Linked DNA regions of Gossypium arboreum: region 2 is linked to region 1. A link is a contact called in public Hi-C data. All regions are on one chromosome and are shown on one strand. Each heading gives the region's core, a stretch centred on a gene start, on an enhancer-like site or on the middle of the called end of the contact. The rest is flanking DNA. Distances are from core to core; before and after follow the strand shown. Region 1 has its middle 18 kb from the start of LOC108486679. Region 2 holds the start of LOC108486693 (probable sugar phosphate/phosphate translocator At5g25400).

What was found. Hi-C and Micro-C count contacts between places; a contact is called where the count stands out from the background.
Region 2: a Hi-C map of leaf shows a contact between it and region 1, with 3 times the contacts expected there. The contact joins the promoter of LOC108486693 here to the enhancer-like site in region 1. A contact is called at or near these places in 2 of 5 Hi-C or Micro-C datasets (both in leaf).

The regions. Positions count from the first base shown.
Region 1 is chr6:103,185,132-103,187,831 of ASM2569848v2, forward strand. No RefSeq gene overlaps it. Among protein-coding and RNA genes, the nearest start is that of LOC108486679, 18 kb to the left of the region's middle. Within about 2 kb of position 1,315, at least 1 of the 2 cell types and tissues checked has an H3K27ac peak or open chromatin away from gene starts, as enhancers often do. A contact at or near this core is called in leaf, where this site is marked.
Region 2 is chr6:103,297,873-103,300,572 of ASM2569848v2, forward strand. It overlaps LOC108486693 (probable sugar phosphate/phosphate translocator At5g25400), which reads left to right and starts at 1,301. Exons shown (of 1, transcript XM_017790875.2): 1 at 1,301-2,700. The coding sequence starts at 1,518. The coding sequence ends at 2,567.

The DNA.
Region 1 (2,700 bases), core at 65-2,564:
ATACATATATGTCTATACCTGTGGAGTCAATTGCTTCGATAGCCAAGACTATACATCTCCTCAATTAGAATTGTAGACAACATAATAATCCTTTTCAATATTTGAATAAAGCATTCAATTTGATTCTTTTACAGGATTACAGACTCGTTTAGATTATCTACTGAAGTAATTTGTTTTTCTCGCAATGTAAACGTTCATTGAATGCCACTTATTATCAATTTGAACTTAGACAATCAATAAGCTAATATTTGCTTGTCACATTTTCGCTATGCATGCAAAATATGAAAGACAGAAATACAAAAGAAATAACATGAAATGTGAAATTTATTTATTCGTCGTTCAAATACATAGAAAACAATTGCATATTTACTAAAATATGGGCACATTTCCCAACAACTATCTGAACCTTGCTTACTACGAACCCTTAAATGGACAACTTGCAAATGAACAATCAACACATCCAAATCCTTATTTCAGCAAATCAAAATACCACCAGCAAACCCATTAGCTTCAACACTAAACGAATTAGGATACCCAATTTTAGAAATAATACCATCTACTCTTGCTCCACTAACCAGGATTTCAAACAAACTAACTAAATCAAGAGAAAAAACCTTCCTATATTCCTTCACAATATTACGAAATTGGGGATGATCGACTTCTTGAGAATTCTAACAATAAAAATTCTGTATCCATAAAACAAAAAAAAAGTAAAAAAACCAACCTTAAAATCAAGTAGACATCTCAACAACTAATATAATCATTATAGGTGTTCTGTCTTTCATAACCTCTCTTCTTGATAACTCATCATCCTCTATCGACATTCTTTCGGCTCCTTTTTCCAAATCACTAACAAGGTCCACCATTGCCTTTGAGAAAACCACCATGGTACGAGCAAACCCTCTAGAATCATCATCTGATGGTTTGTCCCGCAACCTTTCCCATGTATTATTTTCTTTTGGTAAAAAACACAAAATAATTTTGCTTGATTACCTGAAGTTAAAAATTCAATTATGTTTCCTTTTAACCAAACCTAACGAACTGTCATGTGTTTCCCTTTGTCCAATTTAATTGACACATTAACAAATTGAAGAACCAATTTATCCAAAATTACCTTATCTAATTTTGGCCTCATAATTGCAACATCATCAAAGGACCTTTTCTCAGAAATAGGCTGAATATTATTATTGCCATTTGTTAGCATTAATGGACTATTCCCTTTATTCGGCCCATTTGCAATCACTATAGTTTTGCCTTTGGCTTGTTGACCCACTCTAGAAGGACCTACAAACCCTTTAACATTAAACCCACTAGCAAAACCTAGTGTCCACGACTAGCATCCATGACCCAAAAGCTTCATCCTTTACCCTTTAATTTAAACCTGAAACCTTCGATATAGTTTCAAGCTGACTTGCTCCATTTTTTGGTGGTGGAGTTTTAGCTCCCAAATAGACATTCACACTGTGACCATAACGGCCGCACTTGAAGCAAATGTTTTGTAGAGACTCATACTCTACATGCTTTAACTATCTGTTGATTTTTACCTTTGACACTAGCGACTTTCTCAAACCCACGCACACTGCTAGCCATGCAAACCTCCCCCAACAAGCACTAATAGTATGCACGTCCAGTTTTTTCACTTGAATGATTTTCTACCCAATCGCTTGAAGGAGGCAATCCGAGTAGTACCCTTCAGGTAAGCCCAGGAGTCTAATCCACACCACCTGTTGTTCAACTTTAATCTAGGTCATCGAGAACTTTGACAACCATTGGTCGAACAGATAAGTAATGACCATAGATTACCCACGGTCCCCCAACTAAACCCTATTATAATACTCCTCATCTTACAACCTAACTAGAAAAAGAAAAGTTTTCTAGGTCCATCATTTGAATCGGGTGTCTAGGATTCCACAATAACGAAACCTTATTCAACAGTACATTAAAACCAATTCTTTTGCCTAATAATTTAACCACAATTGTCCTCGCCATCTTACGTTCAATTAATTCTTGTACCTGATTCAAAAAAGTGATCAACAAAACACCATCAACCACCTCTGTTACCATATCCCCATTTAGAAGTGAAAAATCCTCCTCCATGGATACATTATGCACAAAGTCGACGAGTCCCCTACCAATATCGGTTTATATGAGGCCTTAGTGAATCTCGAAATCTGTGTCTGTTTTCCATTACTGTCCACTGTCGAATCATCCTTGTCTAATGTTAAATCTAGTCTTGTACGAACTTTCTTGGTTGCTCGATCAACGCCGTTATTCGATCCCACCATAAATTCCGCCATAGGTAGAGTATTATCGTTGTTCATGACAAAGTATAAATTCTTTATTATAAGGAAAGTGAGAGTAAAAGAATTATTAATAAATTTGTAACATTTAAAATATCAATTTTACCCTTCAAATATTTTATTATTATTTAAGAATCTATCTTATTTACAAATCGTAAAAATAACAAAAAGAAAATCTAACTTGAATACTATAAAAATAACTCATGACAACAAAAAGAATATAATGGTGGGATTTAATACATTTTCATTAAAATTTAGAACAAAAATGTGTTGAAGATGATAATAGACAATCCTAAAATAAAATAAAAACGGAATAAATAGATACTTTTGGATTATTAGGATTTCATTTTTTAAACTTGTTTTGAAAAGTTAACAATCATATATTTCGTCGATTGAGTTT
Region 2 (2,700 bases), core at 51-2,550, 110 kb after region 1:
ATATTTAAAAGCAAAATTAAAACGTGAATAGATTATAACGAAGTTGATCTTTTTCCAACATCTGACATGAAAAATAAATAAAATATTGTTATATTATTTATGTAAGATTTTTAAATGTGGTTTGTTGTGGAATGCACTGACTGACATTCAAATGCAAGGAGGTTTTGTATTTGTATGGAAATTTACATGGTCGGTTATTGTGGTTTTAGGATAGTTTTGAGTTTAAGTTATTTTAGATCAGTGTTTTTCATGTTTTTTTGGAAGACATATTTTAAGTTTGGTTGTTTAAGTTTTGATTATTGAATTTTTATGATCTAATTAAGTTAAGTTAGATCCGATTTTGATTAATTGAGTCAAATTTTTATAGTATAAATTCTTAAAAAAGAAATAAAATTTGTCCACCGAGTGTTAGCACATAGAAATGAGTTTAGTTCAATTCAGTTCATTTTTTTTTTTAAATCGTTCATGTTAATTCAAATAAGTTTGATTCTTAACTTTTCATATAAAATTTGAGTTTTGAGTTTTTTCTTTTTTAACTTATTTTGATAAGTGAGTTTTATTTTGTAACTTTTGACTTTTTAAACTAGTTTTAAAGTATTTTTCATGACTATTAAAAATTAATAATTTTTAAGTAAATAAAATTAATTAATAACTTTTGTATTGTATTTCTTTAAAAATATTTTTATATAAAAAATCAAGTTATTTATACTATTTAAAATATAAAATATTTAATTTAAAATCATAAAAATTAAAATTAATTATTCAATTAAGTTAAAAATTCAGTTCTGTTTAATTCGAAGAGTCACGTTTTTTAACTTGTATCCTACAAATCATCCAAACACCACGGTTCAAATTGATCTTTAATTTTTTATTTTTGTGATTGATATTGCAATAAGTAAGAGGTCATCATGAGTTTATGCGTGCTTAAGAGTTCAATATCCTCTAGTTTAAGGATTAGAGAATTTATGAATAATTTGGATTTAGATTATCTCAATTATATATTAGTTTTGAGTTCAAATAATTTTAAGTTTAGGTAATTCAATTTTTTATCTCAAATTTATTTTTTGTATCTAGATATGTTGGGTATGAATCATTCAGGATAGGTCATTTTCAGGTTAAATAAGTTCAAATTATTTAATTTTATAACTAAATTAAATTAAATTTATTTTAAATTTAAATTAATGGGATGAAAATTTAAATTTAAATAATTGCATCGAATTTAAATTTAAATTATTGGGGTCAAAATTTTAAGTGGATCTTAAAATTAAAAAAGGGAAATGGTATCAAACTATAGAGAAAAAAGCCCATAAAGAGGCCCATTCCATCAACATAAAGAAAACACACCTTAAACAAAAAAGATAACATCCTTCACTACATTAAAAAAAAAACAAATCAAATCTTGATTTTTCAGCATCCACATAGAGAAAAATCCCCCCACATTCCGATCTCCGATCTCCGATCAATTCTTCCACCATTTTTTCCGATCCGGGCACCTCTCAAAACCCCAAAAACAAGCAATGGGTAAAGGCGGTTCATTGAGCGACGGCGTCATCAAGAAGATCCTTCTCTCCTACACCTACGTAGCAATCTGGATCTTCCTCAGCTTCACCGTCATCGTCTACAACAAGTACATCCTCGACAAGAAGATGTACAATTGGCCTTTCCCAATCTCTCTAACCATGATCCACATGTCCTTTTGTGCCTCCCTTGCTTTCCTCCTCATCAAGGTCTTCAAAGTCGTCGAGCCCGTCTCCATGTCTCGAGACCTTTACCTCTCTTCCGTCGTCCCCATCGGCGCTCTTTACTCCCTCAGCCTCTGGCTCTCCAATTCCGCCTACATTTACTTGTCCGTTTCCTTCATCCAGATGCTCAAAGCGTTGATGCCCGTCGCCGTGTATTCCATCGGCGTCCTTTTTAAAAAAGAAGGGTACAAGAACGATACGATGGTCAACATGTTGTCAATCTCTTTTGGGGTCGCCATCGCAGCATATGGGGAAGCTAAATTCGACACTTGGGGAGTGATTTTGCAGTTGGGAGCTGTTGCTTTTGAGGCTACCAGGTTGGTCATGATCCAAATCTTGCTTACTTCTAAAGGGATCACCTTGAACCCCATTACTTCGTTATATTACGTTGCTCCATGCTGCTTTGTTTTCCTTTTGGTCCCATGGGTTTTCGTTGAGTACCCAGTTTTGAAAGAAACATCGAGTTTCCATTTCGATTTCGTCATTTTTGGGACCAACTCTATATGTGCATTTGCTTTGAACCTAGCTGTGTTCTTACTTGTTGGAAAGACCTCTGCTTTGACCATGAATGTAGCTGGGGTTGTCAAGGACTGGTTGTTGATTGCCTTCTCTTGGTCTGTCATCAAGGATACCGTGACACCCATCAACTTGTTTGGGTATGGACTGGCGTTTTTGGGTGTTGCTTACTATAATCATTCAAAGTTACAAGCTTTGAAGGCCAAAGAAGCACAGAAGAAGACTGCACAAGCAGATGAAGAAGGTGGGAGATTGTTGGAAGAGAGAGAAGGTGAAGGAAGTGGTAAGAGCAGTGAATCTCAGGATTAGATCAGTTCATGGTTCGTACTTCATATTAGGATTATGAAATATGGAAGGGATGTTGCAAATAAGGGCTAAAGGGAGATATTTTGGTGATATGATCCAAAAAGAGCTTGTATTCAATGGCAAAAAACAATGAGGG